Linked DNA regions of Mus musculus: regions 2, 3 and 4 are each linked to region 1. The links are chromatin contacts, called in public promoter capture Hi-C maps. All regions are on one chromosome and are shown on one strand. Each heading gives the region's core, a stretch centred on a gene start, on an enhancer-like site or on the middle of the called end of the contact. The rest is flanking DNA. Distances are from core to core; before and after follow the strand shown. Region 1 holds the start of Plod1 (procollagen-lysine, 2-oxoglutarate 5-dioxygenase 1). Region 2 holds the start of A430005L14Rik (RIKEN cDNA A430005L14 gene). Region 3 holds the start of Aurkaip1 (aurora kinase A interacting protein 1). Region 4 holds the start of Dffb (DNA fragmentation factor, beta subunit).

Region 1 (3,068 bases), core at 355-2,854:
GATGAAGGAGCCCCCTTTCAGAGATTAATGTGAAGACCCAAATGAGTGTCTGAAGTGTGGAACACAGTGTCTGCCGGTGACGCCTCCATTCTTGGCACAGAGCGGGAGCTGAGTTCTGGGCTTCCTAGAGGGCAACTGAGGCTCTTGGAACTGGGATGGTCTGGAGTATCCGAGCACGCATCAGCAGAAGCAGGAGAAAGTGAAATGGAGAAAAAATGGCTGCCACTGGGCTCCAGGTTCCTGCCACTAGGTGGGCCTTTGCACACATTACCAACTCTGTAGTCGGGACTTATCAGAGTCTCTTATCTATCTTCCTTTGATGCTAGATTAGACCCTACCAAAACAAACAAACAAACAAAAAAACCCCAAAACAACAACAACAACAAACCTAGCTGCTCTGAGCTTGGAGAGAAAATGCCCAGAGCCTTGACTTTAAGGGGACTCAGGGGCTGGTCTTATTTGAGGAATCTCTTGTGATCTCTAGAAATGAGGTCTTGCCACTCTGTGTTGGAGTCTAAAATACCAAGCTTCTCAAAAACTGTGCATCACCAACGCGAAAGGCGTGTGACCCTATGTATAACTGAGCACAGATGGAAGACGGAGCAGGCATGCAAAAACCTGTGGCTCCCAGCACATGGGTTTCAAAGCCAGGTTCTTTTCCTTTCCTTTTTTTTTTTTTTTTTTTTTTCTTCCTTTCTTTCCTTTTTGGTCAGGGTCTCATGTAGTCTAGACTGACTTTAACCCTTCGTGTAGTTGAGGATGACCTTGGACTTCTGATAACCCTGCTTCAACCTCCCTGAGTACTGGGGTTATAAGCATGCACAACTATGTTTAGTTTATGCAGCGCTGGGGACCAAACCCTGGGCTGCATGCGAGCTAGGCAAGTGCTCTTACCAACAGGGCTCACCCACCGGAGCCCTCCACATTCCTACCACCCACCATGTTCAGGCCAACTCCCATGTCTCCAGCAACATGGGTGGAAGAAAACAGGATGCCCTGGAGAATGCGGCTGATTTGGAGCCTCAGTTTGTAAAGCTGGAAAACGGGGTTAACATAAGAAAACACTTCCAGCAAACGTATTTAACTGGTGCTTAACTAGTGAGGCCAGGCTGCAGCAGATCGTGTACGATAAACGGGAGTCTTGCTACTTATTATGGGAATTGTGATCATGGACTCCTCTGAGCGCCAAATGAGGGTAGGGGGCGCGCAAGGGGAGAGTGTACTTCGGCTGTCCCCTCCTCTGCCCGCAGCACAAACCTAGGAATCCCGACCCCATGAGAGGAAGTGATCTACCGGAGTCACCCGCGGGCAAGTGGACAGATGACCGCAACCCAGCTCCCCGGCTCCCCCCCTTCCAGCCCAGGTCGCCTGGACACCCCGGTCCTCGGCGAGACAGACGGCCAGGCACAGCTCCGCCGCCGCGTCCTCACCCTCTAGCTTGGCGTCATCCTTCGCCTGGACCAGAAGAAGCCAGGCCAACGGGGCCAGGAGCAGCAGGGACCGCATAGCGGAGTCTCGGGAACAACCCGCCGGCACTGAGACAGAAGCTGAACTGGAAACTTCGCGACGGGGCCGGCGGGCGCTGCCACGCACTGAGCCCGCCCCGGGGGCGGTGCCGCGCACGCCTCCGCCCGCCTCGGGGAAGGGTTTTCCTGCTTAGGCTTCTAGGTCCTCCAGACTTGGGGCAGGTCGTTGTGCCCCCTGGGTCCCGATGCCGGACCGTCCATGCTCTCCCTCCCCCGCTTCTCTCCAAGTGGGCGAGGAGGGCGAGGCCTTGATGTCTAGAAGAGGAGACTTAATATCATCTGCACCGCGATGGTGGGAATATATATATAAAGTCTAGCCCCAGCTCCCAAAAGAGAATCACTTAATTCAACTTTCCGCTCCCTGGAAGGAAATCAGAAAGTAGTCAAGGAAATTGCAGCGGTTAATTATGGGATGGATGTGTGTGTGTGTGGTGATGGTGGGGGGGGGGTATTAGATGGATGGATAAGTGGGTGTGTAAGTGGGTGAGTGAGTGGATGGTTGGATGGCGGTATAGGTGGATGGATGGGTAAGTGGCTGGCTGGCTGGATAGATGGATGATGGGGGGCCAGATGGATGGATGGGTGAGTGAGTGGATGGATGAATGAGGGCTAAGTGGATGGAGTGAAAATTTTCAGTGCCATTCACAGACAAAGTAAAAGAAGGTCAAAAGTTTCTGGAGCAAGGGTTCCTGGTCCAGATGTGAGCCAAGCACATCTACATTTAGACAAAATCTGTCAAGCCGTAGAAGAGAGCTCAAACAGGGACCCTGGAATCTCAGTCCCACAGATTAGATCCTAGGGCAGGGTTCGGGAGGGCGGGGGAGGAGGGGCTTGACGAAATCAGGGAGTTAGGGAGATTTGGTCTTTCACAAAGGAAACAGGCATCTACAGGATGCTAAGTGGGAAAGGTTTTCTCTTCAGTATGACTCATTGTTAAAGATAGATCCTCTGCCTAGCAGATAGGTCAAAACAAGGTTGGGTGGGGTAGGGTGGGGTCTGCCCAAATCCTAGCACTCAGGAGGTAGAAGAGCTCCATTGTCCAAAGCCAGCCTGAGCTGCACAGCCAGACTCAGTCAGAGAAGGGAGGAAGAAGGTGTCAAAGCGAGCTGGAATCCCAGCACTCAGGAGGCATAGCAGGATCAGGAGTTCAAGACATGCTCAGCCGTAGAGCTAGTGACCATATAGCTTGAGGCTAGTGTGGACTGTGTGAGACCTCAACAACACACACCCACCCCCAACACAGGAAACTTACAGACCAATGTTTGCAATGATTATTTCCAAGTTGTGGAATAAACATGTTCATAACTTATGCAGCGTTTCTAGGTCATATTATTGGGAATCGTTCTTCTTTTCTTGTTTCTCTTTTTCTTGAGAAAGATGTACAATACTTGTACAATTGAAGAACCACGTGTCCTTTCTGGGAAATAAGAACAGGCTGGAAAAATGGGCGTCCACCTCATTGTGCAGAGGTCAACTCACACTCTCACAGATGGTAGAAGAGAGGCCCAGGGCTATCCAGCAGCAAGCTCAAAGTCACAAGAC
Region 2 (2,954 bases), core at 425-2,924, 6.0 Mb after region 1:
CACCAACCCCAAAACCCGATAGAAGCAGGAACTGGCTGCTCCTGAGCACACTGAACAACAGAGAGAAATCACTGTCCTTGCTTAGAATTAACCACAGTGACGACCTGGCAGGTTCCTTGTGTCACGGCGCATGCTGGTTTTTAATGGCTGGCTGCGATTATATTAATTTCCTTTCCAATGGATTTCCTGCCAGTCACACATCTGCCAGTCCCCTTCCAAGTGTCGTGAGAAGTAACGGTAAAGATGCATGAGGCTGAGGAGGAGGGAACACCAACCAGGAAGGTGAGCAGAGGGCACCAGCATGCTGAAGCGGCAAGGTGCTTGGCTCCCTGCCCAAAGCCTAATCTCCCAGCAGCCTGATCCATCCATCTGTAATACTTAGAGGGGCTTTTCTAAAGACAGAGGAGCCTGTGCAGCTCTGCAGTGCAGACGGTATCTTTACATGCTTGTCTCCTTTTTATTGCACTGAAGAGAGGAGTGGGCTTGGAGAGAGGAGCAGGCTTGGAGAGAGAGAGGAGTGGGCTTGGAGAGAGCTGGTCAGGCAGAGCAGAGGACAAGGACTTCCAGGATGTAAGGGAAACCAAACCCTAGAGCAGTTTACTCTCTGGTCTCACCCTTAAGATGTCAAAACAGTGATGTCTGTCTGGTTCATTTTGTGAGTTCTGCGACCAGGGTTACCTGTCCAGGCTGTCCAGCAGGACCAGAGGCTGAGGCCAAAGGTTTCATGTGTATTTGAAGCTAATTATAATATTTATCATCATTATTATTGATGTGTTTATAAAAAGATAAAGACAGAAAGAATATGTCCTATAGGGGTGTGGTGAGGTTTAGAGGAAGGGAATGTCTCAGCGGGCCCATGCTGAGGCATCCCTTCCTCCTGAGGGAGCAGCCACACGATGGTATAGTATAGAATAGAGTTTATTCAAGGTAGACAGGAGTTAAGAGGGTAATTGAGGCAGAGAAAGGCAGAGAGAGGGAGAGAGTAGAGAAGTAGAGGCCAGCCATGGCTATGAGCACTTGGAGAGAGTGGAAAGGGAAGGGAATGGGGAAGGGGAGAGCAAGAGCAAGGAAGAGAAGCAAGAGGGAAGCAAGACTAAGAGAGGGAGGAGGGGACAAGCAGCCCCTATAAAAGTGGGTCAGGCCAGTTAACTGTGGGGAGGAGCATATTGTGGGTGGAGTTTAGACAGAATGCTAACAATTTGTTATTATATTTATTGAGATGGGGAGTAACTCGGGAGTGTCAGTAATTGTCAGAGGATACGTAGCAAGAGTCTCCTCTCTCTTCCCACCATAGAGTTCACACGTGGACTGTGAGGTGCCGGCAGATGGCAGAGCTAGGCCGGTCTAACGCCTCCCTCGGGGTGAAGGGGAACCCGAGCTGAAGGTGGCCTGAGACCCGAGAGCACAGGCCTGCAGCAAGGCAGCCGCCCTTCTCAAACATGGCGGCGACGGGGGTCCCAGGGATGTGCCCTTCCCAAACATGGCGGCCAAAACGGGCGGGCCTCCGCGCGAAGGAGACGTCCCTTTCCCAGCGTGGCGGGAACCTTGCCCAGCTTCCGGCGCTCCGCCCGCGGCTCGCCGTCCGTCGGGGAGGCGCGCGCTGCCCGCTCTGCACGCGGAGAGCACGTGACCTGGAGACGCCGGCCCCTGATTGGTGACGTGGCGATGACATCAGACGCCGCGCGCGCGCTCAGAGCCGCGCGATTGAGACTTGGCGGAGGAGCGTTAGGCCGGGGCGCTCACTCATGAGGAGCAGGAAGGTGAGGGGCCCCCGCAGGCGGGGTGCGCGCCGCCGAGCCGCACTCTCCCAGGGGAGCCGGCGGGGGGCGGGCGCCTCGAGCCCCGCCCCTGGGAGGGGAACCCGCACTCCAGGCACCTCCACCCGCCCCAGGCGCGGGGCTCCAGGCTCGCTCCCCGGGGTGAGGGCCACCGGGACCCGAGCTTTGCCCTCGGCCGTGCGGGCTACTGCCCGGGCTTCCTGGCCTCTCGCACTGCCCACAGATGGGCGTGCTGCAGCCGAGCGAGCTCAGCCAAGCCCCTGTGTCGTGTGTAACCTGGGCTGAGGGCGGGCAGTGGGACGGGAGCTAGGGTGACTGGGACCTAAACCCCGGCTGCAAAGGGTCTCTGGCCGAACGAGCATGGCAGGGACAGTGAGTCCCTTAGCCTGAAGTGTGTCTGCCCTGCACCGCTAGCCAAAGTCCAGGCTGACGTCCCTGCCTCTTGCGTTGCGCAGACGTTTGTGTGTAGCGAGGCTGACAATAACTGTTCCCCGTGTCAGTGGTCATGGTTGCTGCCCCTCCCTTGCATAAGGAGACTTTATTAAGGTTTAATAGTTCCCCGCTGTGTTTTTTACTTCTTTGCGCGCCTCGGTTCCAGTGAGACACAGAAGGGTCTAACTCTTGTGAGGTTCTCTCCCACTTTCCGTTAGCTGTCTGTTGACAGTGCAGCCTTGCAATCCTTACTTTACCCTTTGCAGCCACTTCCTCAGGCCAGCAAGGGCCCCTCGGACCCTCCCCCTTTGTTTGTTCCTGCCTGTTGCTAGCACGTGCCTCTTTTGCCTGTTCAGAGAAGTATGTTTAAGATAATTTTATGTTAGGGACTTTCCTTGGGGGTCGAGGGTGCCCTTTGTACCTGGATTACTGATTGGGTCCTTAGCTTCAGCTAGAACTCCCGGTGGTTCTAAAGCAACACCCCCTCCCCCCTCCACACACACACCCATTTGCATCTGGAAATTCCTTTATTCTCACCTTCATCTTAGAGGACAGGTTTTCTGGGTATGGATTTTCTTAGCTGGCATTTTGTTTCGTGCAGGTAGTGATCTCACCGTGGTTCACATACTGTTTCTGCAGAATAAGCAGTTGTTTTTTACTGGTACCTCCAGGATGAGAACTGCCCCGGGAGGTGGCCTGGCCATGTGTTTATTATCCTCTCCCTCCTGTGTCACAAACTTCCCA
Region 3 (3,168 bases), core at 135-2,634, 7.9 Mb after region 1:
TGTAGACCAGGCTGGCCTTGCAACTCAAAAGAGATCCATCTGACTCTGTTTCCCAAGTGCTGGGATTAAAGGCGTGGGCCACCACCACCCAGGAAAGTATAGGGATCTTAACAAGGTTGGCTTTACTCACCTCCTGGAAGACTAGAAACTTGCTAGTTCCCGGGATTGTGTAAGGAGGATGCTTTGCTTGGTCTCTTTCCAAAACTTGTTTCCACTTGCCCTTTCTCTTATTGTCCCTGACTCTACAAAGACCTGTCCCGATACGGGTTGTTGTGAACATGACCATTTCTCTGATGGATTTATTTACTTTTATTCATCTCCTTGAACCTTTAGTTATGCAATCCAAGGAGAAACACATCAAATAAAAGCTGGCCATGTTGAGGACTGGGAGCACCAAGGTGAGGGCTGGAATCTAGAGACTCCATTTGCCTTTTGTGGCTAAACCCAGGGTGAGAGTCTGAACTAAAGACAGACTAAAATGCATAAACCTTCCTGTTTGGGCTAGCGCAGTGGTTAAGTGCTTGCCACATAAACCCGACAACTTGAATGAGATCCCTGGAATTCACTTCCTTAAATGTGGAAGAAGAGAAATGACTCCATGTGTGCTGTGGCATATGCAGGTGCACATTGTGCCTCCCCTCTCGAAACATCATTAGAAAAGACAAATATCTCCAGCATCCCCTCTCGAAGGTAGGGTACACGCAACATCACTTTGTGACCTCAGTTACACAGCTGGGACGACAGCCTGCAATTTCTGCCCTCTTATTGGTTTATGTAACTTTAGCTAGGTTAATGCCTGAGAATGAGATATTTGGCCACTTTGTGTTAAGAATCCACAGAAATCCCTCATGCGAGGCATACGTAGTTTCTCAAATGAAGGAGAACCCTAGTCTTGCACCCCTGTCCATCGGAGCCAGCAGGACTTTCTGGTCCACACTGAGGTGCAGTGGATTGCTAGGCTCTTGCCAAGGAAAGCAGCAGCCGTATTCTGAAGAAGCTGCTTTTAAGTTTTGGGATAAAAATTAACGTGTGTGTGAGGATATTTAAATTTTTCCTCAGGGGGCTGGTGAGATGGCTCAGTGGGTAAGAGCACCCGACTGCTCTTCCGAAGGTCCGAAGTTCAAATCCCAGCAACCACATGGTGGCTCACAACCATCCGTAATGAGATCTGACTCCCTCTTCTGGAGTGTCTGAAGACAGCTACAGTGTACTTATATATAATAAAAAATAAATAAATCTTTAAAAAAAATTTTTTTTTCCTCAGGGCACACTAAAGAAATTAGGACTTTTTTCACTTGAGATTAGCGGCAGGGTAGGACCGCGGAGCAGGAACAGGGCGGAGTTTCTGAGGCCTCAAGAAGCAGAGCGCCCCATTCTGCAGCCAGCCTATCCCACAGGACTATTAAACGACCTGCCGCCCTAACAGGAGGAGCGCCACTTGTCACTTCCGCAGTCCTACGGTCCATGGCGGTACCCGGAGGCTAACCGGCTTGGGAGAGACGAAAGGAAAAAAATATATATATATATACTGTAAAGTCCGCGTGCACGCAGAGAGCACTCTCCGGGATTGTGGTGGGTGTCGGGTGTGGGCACTTTTTACCCGGAACGTTGTTGCTGCTGGACAACAGCGGCAGGGGAAGCGTCCCCTCCAACCGGAAGCGATCGCCTTCGGGCACGCAAGGATCGAGTTAGCGCAGAGCCGGGCACCAGAGGGCGCTGCGTAGGACCAGGGACCGGAAGTGGTCGAGGTCAGAGGCGACCTGATCGGTCCTAACTTCCGGGATTCGGTGGGCCTGTTGCGGGGCTCAGATGATGAGCGGCGGCGGAGCTCGCTTGGCCTGCGTCTGTTTGGTGCGTGCGAGCGTCGATATCGTCCTGCGCTGTGGGTTTCGCTGCCTGAGCGGGAACCGTGGGTGGGCGGCTTACAGCGACCACGCTGGTGGAGAGAAGTAGGGACAGGATTTGCGCTCAGAGCGACTTTTGAAGATGTCTCCTTATCGCGGGTCAGGGGGACCCAGGGTGATGGGATATGCGAGGCCTGCGGCCGAGAGCACTGCCCGTCGCCGCTGCGTGACCTCAGCTGGTTCCTGTGTTCTAGCTTTGAGCGCTGCCGCCGGACCAACTGCTCACCATGTTCCTGGCGCGCCTGACTTCACGGCTGGCCAGGACTGTTGTTCCCTGGGCAGGTAAGACGCCCCTGGACGCGGAATCCACACCTGACTTGGGGATGGGAATCATCGCGGCCCAGCTCGCCTTCAGTAGTCTCCTGTCGCTACTGGGAATAAGAGCCTGGGCACAAACCTTTTCCTGCGAGCTTGCATGTAGTATGTAGGAGCACATCACAACTCCAGACGGAAGGATAAGGGGCAGGCCTTACCATTTGGGTCTACATGTTGCCCTAGCCTGGGTAGTAGTGGTGTTCTGATCTGCTGTGATGGCACTAGTAGCAACTGTGTTGTTTCCCCAGGTTTCAGTCGTTCCTGCCCTGGCTCCGGGGTGATTGGCAGCTATGCTTTTCGACCCCTTTACAGTTTGCAGCCTGCAAGCCCAAGTCGGGCTGCCTCCCTCCCTGGTAAGAGGACCCAGTCAGAGCTTGAGGAGTTCCTGGTCCCCAGGAAGATGGCCATCAGTCCTCTAGAGAGCTGGCTGACTGCTCAATACTTATTGCCCAGACGGAATGTCGAGGTCCCAGTGACTCTGGCTCCCTCCCAGTTCTACGAATGTCCACCTAGGCAGGGGGAGGAGGAAGCCCAGCAGGGAGTCAGGGAAGCCTGGGATGCCACTCCAGTGCAGTGCAAAAACGTGCTGAAGATCCGAAGGCGAAAGATGAACCACCACAAGTACCGTAAACTGGTCAAAAGGACCCGGTTTCTACGTCGCAAGGTCCGGGAAGGACGTTTGAAGAAGAAGCAGGTGAATATGGGCACTCCCTTGGACCTAGACTGACAGTGGTTAAAAGAGGCTTTGCTCGTTATAATAAGTTGGTTGTCTCCTCTGCCCTTGCAGATCAAATTTGAGAAAGACTTGAAGCGCATCTGGCTTAAGGCAGGCCTGAAGGAAGCCCCTGAGAACTGGCAGACCCCGAAGATCTACCTGAAGAACAAATAATCTGGGTTCCTGTCCCTCTGGCTCTCTTGCTGCTTCTGACCCACTATAATAAATATTGGA
Region 4 (2,987 bases), core at 49-2,548, 6.0 Mb after region 1:
TTCAATAAAGACAGTGAAAAGCTACACAGCGGGAGATATTTGAAAACCACACTATCTTACATCGAAGTCATAACCAAGATATTCTGGAGGGGGGGGGGGCTAAATATTTAAACAGCTTTATAAATCCGACTAAGAAACACAAAAAACGCGAAGAATCGCTTCTCTGAAGAGTGCCTTCAAGTGGTAAATAGGAAGATAATACCCAATCCCATTAGCCACCAGGGAAATTCGGATTAAGACTACAATGATCTGTCATCACACCTACCTAGAATAGCCTGAATGAAAACCATGATACCTGAGAGCATTTCAGCACACTGGTCGAAGTACAGCCCGGAGCAACAGTGAATGGAACCAAGACCTGCCCTGCCCTGCCCTGCCCTGCCCTGCCCTGCCCTGCCCTGCCCTGCCCTGCCCTGCCCAGCCCAGCCCAGCCCAACCCAGCACAGCACAGCACAGCACAGCACACCACAGCACAGCACAGCACAGCACACCACAGCACAGCACAGCACACCACAGCACAGCACAGCACAGCACAGCACAGCACAGCACAGCACACCACAGCACAGCACAGCACACCACAGCACAGCACAGCACAGCACAGCAGCACCGACCCCAGTCTCAATCCTTCCCTTGCCCTTGGCAGTTTCAAAATTAAAATCAAAGTTCTTCAGCAAAAGCTTTTGGCATTCAGAGCCTTTAACCAGATCTTCTGGGTTCCTGCCCGGGCCCCTCGACGAGGCTTTAAACCGTGTAGGTCCCTCCCATCTCCAAAGTGTTCCTACTCACAGCCATGCCAGGTCTCGCCAGCGGTGAGCAATAGGAGCTCAGCGTCGTTGGGAAGGCCCGGGAAGCAGTCGTCCGTCACCTCCGTGCCATCTTCGTACAGGCACAGCCGGGAACCGGGCATCGGGAGCTGGAGGACAAGAAGATCAGCTTGTCCCACAACAGTCTTGGCTTCCAGACAGCCAGCTCTGCGTACTGTAGAAGCCTAGCGCCTGTCCAAGCCCACCCAAGAGGATGGAAATCGTAGGGGTGGAAGCCAAGGTGCCCGCCGCGCAGTGCTTGCCCGGAATGCAAGACCCACCTGGAAGCGGACGCAGCCCTTACGCAGCAGCTCCTGGCAGCTCCGGGCCGCCACGCCGAACTTGCAGGCGCTATGTAGGGCTCGCAACTTGACGCATTTGGGTTGGCGGAGCACCGCGCACATTGCAGGGCTGCGGTACCGTAGCGACACTGGACTTGTAACGTTCCTGCCCGGAACTGTGGTGCGTAGACGCGGCCCGGAACTCTTTTCTCTACGTAGGTAGGTGCAACCGGAAACGTCCGACTGCAGGACCTGTCCCCAGCCAGAATCCTCGAGGCCTGGATGCGCACGCAGGCGCCGGCGGGCGGACGCGCAGGCGTACCGCGCGGGCCGGCCTGGTTGCTATGGGAGCGCAGCTGCGGCCCGGGCCCTGGGCAGAGGCAGCCCGGGCTGCTCCTCTGCTGCCCTCCTCAGAGGCCCGGGGTGGGGGCGGCTGGACCGAGACCCCTCCGAAGATAGCGGAGGCCGACATCGCAGCGGCCCCGCCTGGTCGTTTCCGCGGCGCTCTGTGACCCTGCGTGGCCTCGGTCTTCGGCAGGCACCCGGGGCGGAGGCTCCCTGACACCTGGCCTTGGAGGGACTGCGCGGCCAGTGCCTGTTCCAGGCCTCCCTGCAGCGCATCTCAGCCTTCGTGTCCGGAATCGGATTCGAGCCCCGCCTTGTCCTCGTCTGCATGCGTTACTGAACAGGAGCAGTTGCCACGAGACTAAAGACTGTAGCTCTGGCTCCGGGTAGGCTACACTTCGATCCGTGTCGTTTGGGGGTTTTGTTTGTTCGCTGGGTTTGGTTTGTTGTGCTTTTTAAGCGTTAAGATTCTCTAAAGCACTCTCAGTCCTTAAAATTACTTGGCCCCAGATCATTACTTAATATTGTAACATTTACGTTTTCTTGAAAAGAAAACTGGAAACACTTTTCATATCCTTGTAACAAAATGTTTGGAAGTTGCTACATTGAGTTCGGGTTTCTGGTTGGAAAGATGACAGGGTAAGTTCATAACCAAAAATAGAAGAGTTGGGGCTTAGTTTATAAGCAATGCTAGGGTAAATGTCAATTGACACTGCTGGCTGTGGCTGCCCTAGTGGCAGCTGGAACACCAGCCGCCTGTGGTAACCAGCTAGTAACACAGCATTGCACAGATCCAGATCTGTGGTGGGCTTTGTGAGGCGGGAAGGAACAGGAGGTGGAAGGGCTCCAGTGAGTGCATCGGCTGAAAATGTACATTTTGTAGATGTCCTTATTGAGGCCCCAGTGTTTTGGCCACGCTGCCCCCACAGCCCTCCTGCAGGGATCTTCAGTACCCGTACTTTGTTTTAGTTTTATTGGGCATACACTTGTATCTGCTGTTAACATTCTGTTCTATGCACCACAGAGACGAGGTAGACAGACCTGATTTTTGTTTGTTTGTTTGTTTGCTTGCTTGTTTTTTGGTTTTTGTTTTTTTTTTTTTTTTTTTGAGACTGTCTCACTGTGTAGCCCTAGAACTACTACATATAGACCATACTGACCTCAAACTCCGAGATCCTCCAAGTTCTGGGATCAAAGGCATGCACTACCACACCTGACACGGGCTCTTGAAGACACAGGGTCTGGTCAAGGCACTGGAGAAGTTCGTTAGATTTGACTATTCTCTAGAATTCAAGTCATAACCGGGCATAGTGTCACATACCTTTAATCCTAGTACTTGGGATGCAGAGGCAGGAGAATCTCTGTGAGTTTGAGGCCAGTCTAGACTACATAACAAGTTCTAGGCCAGTCAGGCCTAAATAAGAGACTCTGTCCCAAAAATAAAAACAAACAAAAAAAAAATCCAAGACAAGAATGGAGACTGGGGAAACAAGGTGTCCGGTCATAATTAGCACTTCTACTCCTACAATGGGGCTGCCTAGGGTTTTAAAATTAAGAC

What was found. Promoter capture Hi-C pulls out the DNA fragments that hold promoters and counts their contacts.
Region 2: a contact with region 1 is called in a promoter capture Hi-C map of pre-B cells. The contact joins the promoter of A430005L14Rik here to the promoter of Plod1 in region 1. A contact is called at or near these places in 2 of 39 promoter capture datasets (cranial neural crest and pre-B cells) and 1 of 484 Hi-C or Micro-C datasets (CD8 T cells).
Region 3: a promoter capture Hi-C map of pre-B cells shows a contact between it and region 1. The contact joins the promoter of Aurkaip1 here to the promoter of Plod1 in region 1. A contact is called at or near these places in 3 of 39 promoter capture datasets (cranial neural crest, pre-B cells and second pharyngeal arch cranial neural crest).
Region 4: a promoter capture Hi-C map of frontonasal cranial neural crest shows a contact between it and region 1. The contact joins the promoter of Dffb here to the promoter of Plod1 in region 1. A contact is called at or near these places in 3 of 39 promoter capture datasets (cranial neural crest, frontonasal cranial neural crest and pre-B cells) and 1 of 484 Hi-C or Micro-C datasets (CD8 T cells).

Annotation. Positions count from the first base shown.
Region 1 is chr4:147,935,172-147,938,239 of GRCm38.p6, forward strand. Plod1 (procollagen-lysine, 2-oxoglutarate 5-dioxygenase 1) reads right to left here and starts at 1,605. Exons shown (of 19, transcript NM_011122.3): 1 at 1,431-1,605. The coding sequence starts at 1,506.
Region 2 is chr4:153,955,563-153,958,516 of GRCm38.p6, forward strand. A430005L14Rik (RIKEN cDNA A430005L14 gene) reads left to right here and starts at 1,675. Exons shown (of 4, transcript NM_175287.4): 1 at 1,675-1,760. The coding sequence starts at 1,746.
Region 3 is chr4:155,829,885-155,833,052 of GRCm38.p6, forward strand. Aurkaip1 (aurora kinase A interacting protein 1) reads left to right here and starts at 1,385. Exons shown (of 4, transcript NM_025338.4): 1 at 1,385-1,851; 2 at 2,099-2,186; 3 at 2,468-2,913; 4 at 3,007-3,168. The coding sequence starts at 2,132. The coding sequence ends at 3,108.
Region 4 is chr4:153,973,783-153,976,769 of GRCm38.p6, forward strand. It overlaps Dffb (DNA fragmentation factor, beta subunit), which reads right to left and starts at 1,299. Exons shown (of 7, transcript NM_007859.4): 1 at 1,085-1,299; 2 at 787-913. The coding sequence starts at 1,207. It overlaps Cep104 (centrosomal protein 104), which reads left to right and starts at 1,779. Exons shown (of 22, transcript NM_177673.2): 1 at 1,779-1,815.